Regions from separate parts of the Sus scrofa genome. Here regions 1 and 2 are each linked to region 3. Evidence: chromatin contacts called from public HiChIP or PLAC-seq data. All regions are on one chromosome and are shown on one strand. Each heading gives the region's core, a stretch centred on a gene start, on an enhancer-like site or on the middle of the called end of the contact. The rest is flanking DNA. Distances are from core to core; before and after follow the strand shown.

What was found. HiChIP or PLAC-seq counts read pairs in DNA pulled down with a chosen protein or histone mark.
Region 1: a contact with region 3 is called in an H3K27ac HiChIP or PLAC-seq map of alveolar macrophages. The contact joins the promoter of PGGHG here to the promoter of PHRF1 in region 3. A contact is called at or near these places in 1 of 5 promoter capture datasets (fetal skeletal muscle) and 1 of 2 datasets of contacts at active chromatin or transcription factors (alveolar macrophages).
Region 2: an H3K27ac HiChIP or PLAC-seq map of alveolar macrophages shows a contact between it and region 3. The contact joins the promoter of RPLP2 here to the promoter of PHRF1 in region 3. A contact is called at or near these places in 1 of 5 promoter capture datasets (liver) and 1 of 2 datasets of contacts at active chromatin or transcription factors (alveolar macrophages).

What each region holds. Positions count from the first base shown.
Region 1 is chr2:97,437-101,085 of Sscrofa11.1, reverse strand. PGGHG (protein-glucosylgalactosylhydroxylysine glucosidase) reads right to left here and starts at 1,832. Exons shown (of 15, transcript XM_005655041.3): 1 at 1,693-1,832; 2 at 1,544-1,603; 3 at 994-1,277; 4 at 472-682; 5 at 1-397. The coding sequence starts at 1,252. It overlaps NLRP6 (NACHT, LRR and PYD domains-containing protein 6), which reads right to left. Exons shown (of 9, transcript XM_021082529.1): 9 at 3,645-3,649.
Region 2 is chr2:506,401-509,671 of Sscrofa11.1, reverse strand. RPLP2 (ribosomal protein lateral stalk subunit P2) reads right to left here and starts at 1,781. Exons shown (of 5, transcript NM_001244866.1): 1 at 1,721-1,781; 2 at 1,404-1,527; 3 at 701-749; 4 at 77-175. The coding sequence starts at 1,526.
Region 3 is chr2:338,831-342,252 of Sscrofa11.1, reverse strand. PHRF1 (PHD and RING finger domain-containing protein 1) reads right to left here and starts at 1,717. Exons shown (of 19, transcript XM_005652789.3): 1 at 1,604-1,717; 2 at 914-1,036.

The DNA of each region.
Region 1 (3,649 bases), core at 583-3,082, 240 kb after region 3:
GCTCCCGTTGGAGAGGCCGCCTGGGCTGAGGCCGTGGCAGACGTACCCTGGGGTCCCCGGCTGAGGCAGGGCGCTGAGCAGGTAGTAGAGAGCACCACGCAGGGCCTGGCGCAGGGGCAGCGGCCCGTCCACATCCAGGCCACAGTCTGCCCAGAGCTGGGCCCAGGCCTGGGCGTGGGTTGTGTAAAGAGTGCCCCTGACCTGCAGCTGCAGGGCCTCGGCGAGGCAGGCCTGGGTCTCGGCCTGGCTGCCAGCTACCACCGTCAGGAACTCCCATGTCCCATTCTCCTCCCCTTCCCCAAGGGTCAAGGCTGGGGGTACTGGTGTCCACAGCATGTGCACCTCCTGCTGGGCACCCCCGGGCTGCTCTGTGGTGAGCGTGTGGCCATACAGGTACCTGCAAGGGCATGGCTGTGTCTCAGGGACCGGCTCCACCTCCCGCCACCCGGCCGCCCCCTGCCCCCTCCTCACCGGGCTCCCTGGAAGTCAGGACCCAGGTGCAGGTCCAGGTCGGGGCTTTCTGGGGAGAAGGCTGACCGCAGCCGCACTGTGATGGGCCAGCTCCTCGCAGCCAGGCGGGTGATGGCCACGCTGAAGGTCAGGACGTGAGGCAGCACGCGGTGGGCACAGATGCGCTGGGAAACCCGGAAGCTGGGGCCCTCCAGGGTGTGCAGAAAGGAGCCTGGGGCAGGACGGAGGGGAGGGCAGGGCCATTCACCCACCCAGCTTGGGGCCGCCGAGGACAGTCCCAAGCTGCCACCTTTTTGAGCTGGGAGTGGAGCCCCAACTGCCGTCCGGGAGCTACAGCCACACAGGAGGCCCCAGGCTCCTGGCCGTTCAGGAGGCCCGCCGGCTAAAGACCTCACAAAGGGGCTGCTCAGGGCCTTCTTTCTTTGGGAGCCGGCCGTCCCGAGTGAGGACGGGGCCCCTGGCGGTTCTCCCACTCACCTGGAGCAGTGGTGGGAGGTGTGGGGCCCGGTAGGCGGGGGCTACCTGTGTTAGTGTCCAGGGCGAAGGTGTTGATCAGCTGCTCTCCTGCCCCTGCAGGGGCCTCCAGCTGGACATTGAGGGGACTGGGCAGAATGGCCCGGTGCGTTTCCCCCGAAGCCCCATTGTACACGCCACTCACATGCAGTGTGTCATGATACACGCGTGTGCCTAAGTAGGCGTTGGTCACGGTGGCCAAGAGGCGGGGGTCACTGGGCAGAGAATGGGCAGTGAATACGGTGGGGTCCCTGCCAGCATCCTCCATGGAACACTTTGCTCAGTGGAGCGGCCTAGAGAAGGGGGAGTCAGAGGGCCCCACAATTGGCTGGGCTGCTCTCTTCTGACAGCCTCTAAACCCCAAAGCCGGCCTTGGAACTTGGCTGATGGCACTCACAGGTGGAGGGAGGGGTGTGGGCCCACTTGGGCAGCCCTGATTTTCCAGGCCTCCTACTCTTAAGCCCCCTCAGGAAACACCCTCACCCTGAGATGCTCGCCGACCGCCCCCCACCCCCAAGTACTGATCTCCAGGGACCGAACGGAGTCCCCAGATTCCCACCTGAGGACCTCAATCCTAACCCTTCCAGCTCTCTCCAGGTGGCGCAGCCACGGCCCTGTCCTGCTGGTGGGAAGAGAGGGGACTTCAGCCCAGGGGACTCGTCCTCAGGAAGCCAGACGGAGTTTGGGGTGGGGGTCTCTGGGGCTCACCGCAGCCTTGTGGGTCCCTGGGCTGCAGCCGGGTCAGCGCCACCCCTCCGCCACTGGAGAGAGAAGTAGCCGAGCGGCCGAGTCAGCCGGAAGGCCCCGCGGTCCCCGTCCAAGGGCCTCGCGGGGCGGGCCTCAGCGCTTCCCCACCCCTGGGGCGGGACAGGATGCAGCCTCCGCCGCCCCGCCTGCAAAGCCGCCCGGTGGGTCACGGACCTGCTGGGCGTGGCTTGGGGGAACCCGCAGGAGGAGCCCAGTGCAAAGGGTGGATCTGAGAGGGCCCTGGGGCTTTCGGCTGAGGTGGCCCCTCTCCCGGCTCCCATTCCTCCCTGGCTCCTGGACGGAGAGGGCAGGCTGGAGACCCCGGTGCCGGAGACCCTCCTGCCTTTCTCAGGGCGGCTTTCTGGCTCTCCCCAGCCTCTTCTCTCAGTCTCTGTCTCCTTCCTTGTCCCCCTGCCCCGTCTGGCCCTTGTCTCTCTAGCCCTGATCTGACCCAGATGACGATGCTGTCTGCTTGTCCAGCCAGATGTGTCCCCCAAACCTGCTCTTCCTGTGGCCTCCTCCAGCACAGGCAATGGTGACTTCACCTGTCCAGCTGCTCAGGTGCCCTGTGTCCCCACACTCACATCCGTCCAGGAGGCCCCCTTCCAGAGCAGGCTGGCTCTCACCATCCCCTCTTAGAGGTCCTCCTGGGTCGGTGCAGTCCTGCTCTGGCCCTCACCGTCCTTGTTAGCAGGGCCACAGCCACCCTGTGAGGGATCAGAGTCTGCTAGGAGCGTGCAGTGGTGCCCATCTCAGCGGCAGGATGAGCCATCCAGGGCTCCCTCCCCCAGCCCACTGCTGCCACCCAGGCTTCCTTGCTGCTTCTGCACTGTTCTAAGTGTGCACTTAGTCAGGGACGGGGTGTGTCCATCTGTTGCAGTCTAACCCCCAGTGTGAAGGTACTTGGAGCTGGGGCCTTTGGGGCATAATTAGCTCAAAAATTGTCAAGAATGGGATTTGTGCCCTTAGAAGAGGCCCGAGAGCTTGCTCTCTTTCCAGCCTGGCTGGACACAGCCAGAAGACAGCCACCCGCAACCAGGAAACACCAAATGGACGGGCATCTCGACCTTGGACTGCCTGTCCTCCAGGACTGTGAGAAACGCACTTCTGTTGTGGACAAGCCACGCAGTCCAGGTTGTAGACGCCCCAGCCGGCAAAGCCACGCCCTGTCACGGCCCTTCCACGGCCTCCACTGCCATTTCTTCAAGGCACCTTGAGACCGCTCCCTCACTTCCGTCCGCCCCACACGCCCCATCCTCACCTGGATGTCCCCAGACTCCTCACGGTCAGAGGAACCCCCGGCTCCACCCCCAGCCCTGCTTCCCTTCCTCCACAGCCCCTGTCTGCCGCCTGGAAGGCACTCGAAGAGGGCAGAAGTTTTATCTGTTTTGTGAATGAATAACTGGATTTGAAAATGGATTGCGGGAGGTCCTTTGTGGTTCAGCAGGCTAAGGGGCTGGCATTGTCCCTGCTGCAGCTCAAGTGGCTGCTTTGGTGCGGGTGTGATCCCTGGCCTGGGAACTTCCACATGCCATGGGTGTGGCCAAAAATAAAAAATAAAAGATAAAAATTAAAAAAAAAGAAAATGGATCATGGCAGGGAAATTGGGAAAGTGAAGGCACTGACTCCCAGGGCCCCTCCCACCCGGGCTGGGATCTCCGGAGCTGCCTGGAGCCAGCAGTGTTGAGCAGAGAAGACTTGAGGATTCAGGGGCTGTCCACTGCTGGCCCTGCCCATCAAGGCCAAGGCTCACCTCGGAGCTTCCTGCAGCCAGGCTCTTCCTCTGAGCCTCAGTTTCCTCACCTGTGAAATGGGGGCTACAACTCCAACCCATTCAGTCGGGTTAAGACGAAAGGAAAGATTCAGACCAGCTGTTAGGATGCCCGGCCAAGCGCAACAGAGACCAACAGAGATGAAT
Region 2 (3,271 bases), core at 532-3,031, 170 kb before region 3:
TCCCTGTGGTGCAGGCCACACCCCCACCAGAGACCCTGGCTCACGTGCAGCCTCAGCTGCCTGAGCCTCCACTTACCTGCAGCTGGGGCAGAACCTGCAGCAGGAGCTGCAGACCCTGGGGCAGCGGCGACAGCCACAGCCCCGCCAGAAGGTACGCTGGCCAGCTTGCCAATGCCTACGGAAACCAGAAAGGGCAAGTGAGAGCGGGGCAGCAGGTCCACAGTGCCCACCCTGGAGCTAAGGTGGACGACACCTTTATGACCAGGCAGATGGTCCACTGCTCCAGGGTCCAGATGCTCACCCCCAGCACTGAGCTCAGGGACAAGGCCATCTGCTGAGCTGGCTTCGCCCTGTCAGGTATCCAGAACAGGAACAGCTCCCCACCAGCTCCAGCCTGATGTCCCTATAAACCACATGCCTGGAAGAAGGCAGGGGCCTGTGATCACCCCCGGCACCCCCCATCTCCCAACGCCTCCCACCCAGGGAGAATGGGGAAGCTTGTTTACAGGGGCCCAGTGAGAACGAGCCCCCCTCTGCAGGGTGTCTAGAAGCGCCCAGGCATGAGCCACCAAACCCTGCTCACTCCTCTGGGTTAAGGCTTCTAGGGTGCTCTGGTCCACAAGCGAAACCTGGCAGGCACCAGGCTGGCCAGCAGGGATTAGGATGGACCGTGAAAACCGAAGCCTGGATGCAGCCTCACCCTGGGCAATGACGTCCTCGATGTTCTTCCCGTTCAACTCACTGATGACCTAGAGGAGATGACACCAAGGTTACCAGGAGCCCACAGTCGCACCCCCGCCAGCACCACCTACCCGCTCGACAGGCAACACACATGCTGCACATGGGAGCCTGCGCTGGCGGCCTCAAGCTTACTGCCGTGCAGGACCCGTGACCACAGAGACCTAGCCCCCGCTCTGTGAGATTCAGAGAATCTCCTGCACAGCTACAAAGACCGAGTCTGTCCCTTCCTTTGCCAATACAGATGTCCTCTCGACACACAGCAAGAAAGGTAACTTCAACTGCTAAAAGAAACGACACAGCGAAACTAGTGCTCCCTACGTGTCAAGAACTGGGTGAAACCAAAGAAAACTTAAGAAAGACTTAGCCACTTTCACTTAGAAAACAAAGCAAAACAAAAAAGCCGGACAGGAGCTTCAGTCATCTGGCCTCGGACCCCCACTGAACCGTGCTACCCGAGACGCTACTTCACCGAACCCTTGCTTCTCTCGGGCCGTAAAAATTCGCCCAAAGGACCCCAAAACCACACGGGCTGGCAGAGGCCTCCTAAAAACCGCGGGCACGTCAAACTACACTTTCCCAAGAAGAGCGAGTCGGGTAGCAGGAAGCCCGGTTGTTTGAACACACAGGCGGCTGGGAGCTTCGGGCCCCAGCGTGGCCGCTACCTTGTTGAGCCGATCGTCGTCCGCCTCGATGCCCACGCTGTCCAGGATCTTCTTGATGTCCTTGGCGCTAGGAGAAGTATTGCCCCCGAGGGCGGCCAGCAGGTAGGAAGCGACGTAACGCATCCTGAAGCGCGAGGAGGGTGGCGGCGTTAGCCGGAGGCCTCCCGCCCCTGGCCCGCGCGCGGCCACGCTGACTCGGGCCGGAGACCTCGCCGAGGGCCGGTCCAAGCATTGCGCCGCGCCCCGCCTGACCTCCTCGGCGCTCTCAGCCCCAACCCGGCCCGCGACCCCCACCCGGTCCGCTCGCCCCAACTCACTCGGCGGCGGCAGAAAGGCCTCGCGCGTGCGACCTCGGCGGCGTCAGGGACAGAAAGGAAGACGCCGGCGCGGGGGGCGGGGGTAATCCACTACCCAGAAGCCCCCGGGAACTGCACGCCTCATCCTTTGAGGGCGCCTTCGAATGACGTCACTCGGAGCTCAACCAATGAGGACGCAGGAGGCGCCATTATCCTATCCTGTCCCGCGGTCGCCGCCACAGAGGCCAAGGGCAGTTCCCGGGCCGCCCTCATGTGTATGATGGGGAGGGAGTCTCCCAAATCCCTGGAGGTAGCGAGGAGAATCAGGGCGCAAGCTCGAAGTGCAGTATTTCTCCCTTCAGGGTTCCCAGAATGCCACGCGCCGCCTACATCTCCCAACATGCAGCGCGGCCTCCACGCCGGGACTCTCGGGGGGGGGGGGTAGCCGACGTGGCCAGAGAACTACTAGTCCCGTGGTGCACGGCTACCGGAAGGGCTGGTGGGACGCTGCCTGCGCGGGTCGCACGTGGCGCGGGCGTTGCGCTGCTCGTCTGGCCTGCCCCGCTTCCAGCTTTCCGGTGGCTCCCGGCCCCAGAGACTGGAACTCGCTGTCCGGCAGGGCCCCGTGATGGGACCAAACCGCTGCTCCCTCCAGTGTTATGGCGGGGGCCGCAGGCGAAGCTAGGAGGCCCTGCCACCGCCTCCCGGAGGAGCGGAGCCAGGAGTGCCCCCGCCCTCGTGCCCCTCCCCTGACCTAGCCTTGTTGTCTTGGAACTGAGCTCAGTTCCTCGACGCGGACTTAGCACATTTCACTCAATCATTCCTCCGTGTCAGGGACCTTGCTGCAGGCTGGCGTCAGTCCTGAGAGGGAGCAGGCGCGGCCTTGTTTCCGCGGAATTTAGATTCTAATTTCGCGGACACGCTAAGTAAAGGAGGCAGTCCTAGGCTGAGATAGAACTTGAGGAAGAGGCGGTAACAGGGGGCTGAAGGACGAGAAGAGTCGACGCTGCGAAGATCTGGGGCGAGCATCAGGCCACAGCGCGCGCGGGGGGGGGGGGGAGGTGTCCGATGCAAACGCCCTAAAGGGGTCGGAGATGGGTTCAGAGGCAGCAGCCAGTCCGAGTAGGCTCTGACAAGGAGAACCCTCGAGTGTAACGCATCACACCCGGGTTGTTACTGCGAGTCACACAGTACCCGCATTATATAGACAGGAGATCACTCCCAGAAAGGTTTTCTTGCTCAAGGTCATCCAGCTACGATCTAGCGGGGAAACCATATTGCAATCCCACAGGGAAGTGGTGTGGCGTGATTGTTTTTACTTATTTTTTCTTGGAAAAATAATACATAACAATTAGTGTGTGTTTTTTTTGGCTTTTTTAGGGCCGTACCTCGGGGGCATATGGAGGTTCCCAGGCTAGGGTTCGAACCGGAGCTACATCTGCTGGCCCATGTCACAGCCGCAGCAATGCCAGATCGAGCCACGTCTGCAACCTACACCGCAGTTCACAGCAACGCCGCATCCTTAACCCAATGAGCGAGGCCAGGGATCGAACCCACAACCTCATGGTTCCT
Region 3 (3,422 bases), core at 468-2,967:
AAGGCCTCCTTACACCCCAAGCCCGTGAGGGTGAGGGGCACCCCTTCCCACAGGATCACAACAGTGACTTCTGGTGGCACCCAGGGAAGGGAAACCAGGTAGCCTCTGAACATAGTGCCCAGAGCCAAGCACCTGTGCAAATAAACACTAAGGAGGAAAGCATAATTTGCGACCCCCAGCACCCCTTCCTCTGTAAAGACTGGGGAGCGGGGCCCCGAGCTGAGGACCTACTGACCCCACCCGCAGCGCCAGCTCAGACAGGCCTGCCCAGACTCACCACCCCCACCTCTGCTCACACGTTCCAGACCAGGGGCCAGGAAGCCCTTTCTGCAGGAAAGCCCCCAGCCCCTCCCGGCTGCTGGCCCCCTTCCACAGTGCTGGTGGTGAGTGCTCTCTGGCTTCCTGCTCAGCCTCCAGATTTGGAGGAATTAGGGGAAAATTCTACATCATAAAGAGCATTGCCCTCTCTTAGCCCCTGCACCAACCATTACTGAGGAACCAAAAGAACTTCTGGTGTGGGAACTGGCAACTGTGCCGGGGCCTGAACCAGAGTGCCCATCACCGTGCCCAGAGCAAGGTGGCCGAGTCCAACATCTCACACCTGGCCAGCTCTCGCTTTCCATTCATCAGCTGCCGCAGAAGCTACAAGACCTCGAAACTGTAAGCTGCAGTGGAAGTCAAAATGCTAGCGCCCACAGGTCCTTGCAGGGCTGAGGTAGACACCAAAAGTCCGGGCTGGGGGCTGCTGAGAGAACTAAAGCCAGGCTGGCCCTGTCAGGACCTATGCCACCAGCCTAGTGCAAGAGGAAGCCAGCTGTTGCCACTCTGACTCAACACTGTTCCTGACAGAAAAAAATACCAACTGGTCCAGGGAGGGAGAGGAGAGGGCGCTAAGCCCCAAGTCAAACCTCACTTCAGCTTCAGTCCCGGTGACCACTGGCCAAAATGTGGCTTGCTGGGCAGACACGACACGACTCTGCTGTCGTAGAAGCAAGAAGTACACAGACTCCAAAGTTGGGAACGACGCAGCACGAGCCTGGTTCAGAGAGGCAGGGGCCAAATCAGGGCCTAGGTTAACACAGTGCCCTGGCTCAACACTCAGCAGCTGTGTGACGCTGGCAAGTTAATCTCCCCGGGCTCCAGTCCATTTATCTACGAAAACAGGGCGGCCCAAACCCACCCCGAGGGGCTCGTGAAGACCACACGGGTTAAGGAACGGGAACCCATCCGTCAGCCACATGGGCCTGTAGAAAAAGAGTCGACAGAAGCAACGATGATGACAAGCTGGAAACGAGTTAGAGAAGGGTCACACTTTGCTCTCAGAGCCCGGAGAGCAACAACGCAGGGGCAAGTGTCACTGGAAGAGGAGGGCTCCCCGCGGCCGGGGGCTGGAAGCCCCGGAAGCCCGCCTGCACGACCGGGGCCTCCCACCCTCAGCACGAGGCCTCCCGCGCCGGCCCGGTCCCCGTCGCCGCCCGCCCGGGGCCAGCGCGGCGCAGGCCTCACCCCGCGGGGCAGGCCGCAGACAAAGCGCGCGGCGCCCAGGGCGGCCCTCCGGCCGGGACGTGGCAGGGGCCCGGGACGCTACGGCCTCCGCACGTACCCAGAACCTCGCGCCCTGCTGACCGCTCCCGGGCGCTCGCCGCCGCCGCTGCCGCCGCCGCCCGACCGAGAGCCACGACTAGGCCTGGCCGCCGCCGCCACCGCCGCCGCCGCCGCCGCCGCCACCGCCGCCGCCGCCGCCGCCGCCGAAGCGCGCTGCTCGACCCGGAAGTGCAAATGCCGGCTTCCGGGACCCTCCCGCCCCGCCCGTTGGCCGGAACCACTGGGACCAGGACGGGGAGGAAAGGTCTGAAGTGGAGGAAGGAGCCGCTCCCTGCGCTCAGGGACCTCAAGGTTTTGGAAATACTGTTTAATGAGTTATCGCCTTCCAGGTACACCAGTTTCCTGGAAGAACGTGTAATGCCTAGTCGCTCGCTAATTGGCTGCTCCTGACGTCCTCCCCGTCGAGGAGCTGGTACAGTCCGACCCTCCGCCCGCCGCCCAGGGCGAATGGGAGCGGCCGCCTGGCACACCTAGGGCCCCGCCCACAGCCCAGGCCCCGCCCACGCAGTGTCCCCGCCCCGCCCACAGCACGGGCCCCGCCCTCACGCCCCGAGCCCCACCCCGAGCCCCCACCCCGGACCTCGAGCGCGAGTCGCGGAGACCACCGCCTAGTTGGCCTGCGGGCGCTCCCTGAACCGGCAGCTGTGCACTTCCTGTTCACGCCAACCAAACTGACGGAGCGTCAGCGCGGGCTCCTCCCGGCGCTGGGCGCAGCGAGGCCGAGCCCCCAGCCCCGCGCCCTGTCCAGTCCAGACACAGTAAACAATGAACGCTGCGAATCACTACACCGCGGGGTGTGTGAGGTGCTGATTCGTGCTGATAAAAAGATAAAGCTGAGCGGAGAGAATCCGGAGCTCAGGAGCCGGGAGGACTGCTGATGGCAGTTAGCTGGGGAGGATGGACCTGGCCAAGACGTGAGGACGGAGAGGGGCAGCCACGGGGAGAGCGCAGAGAAGCTGTCGGCACCCCAGAAGGGAGGCCCCGTGAGGCTGGGCCCTGGCGGGGAGCGGCCAGAGGCTCCGGGGTGCGGGGGTACTGGAGGGTCCTAAACAGGGCGACAGGCGCAGACTTAGAGGATCCCCTGGGCGGCAGCGGGTGAACAGACTGGAGCAGAGCCGGGGGACCAGTCAGGAGGCCACTTCGGGGACCCCCGTGGTGCCGGAGGGGGCGGGGGGTGGCAGCTGTGGGGAGCGATTAGCTTCCGTAAGTTGTGAAGACAGAACCGAAGAGGATTTTCGGAGGGGTTGGATGTGAGATTCCAGCTAAAAAGGGGAAAAAGAAAGTTTCTTGAAGCCAGGGGAAGAAGTACATGAAGAAGAACGCCTGGGGGGATTGAAGTGGGGGTCCCTGGCAGCGCGGGTGGGGGGTGGTAGCGGGCAGCTGAAGGGAGTTTAAGGAGAATGTGAGGAGAGCAGTCAGCCCGAGAGGAGCACCCAGTGGGAGGGAAACAAAAGTGGAAGTAGCTGAGAATGCGCCCACGGGCGAGGGCTGTTCTGTTCCTTTTGCTTATGTGGCCTGGAGAAATAACTAGATCTTATGGGCTCTGGAAGGGACTTTGCAGGAAGGAAGAATGGATGGTGCCAGAGAGTCGAGGGACTCAGAAGAGAACCTTCGTGGGGGGGGGGGATGTCTGGCACAGCACAGTACCCCTTGGGTGTCACCGGAGGGGACACTTGGGCTCTCAGTGTATCAGTGACATGACCTCAGGAGAGATCCTCAAGCCTTCTGTGCCTTAGTGTCTCTGGCTGTAAAGTAGTGATGTTGAGGGCAGGATGGGGGAGCACAGGGACAGCAGTTCAGATGGGGTCTGGCATGGC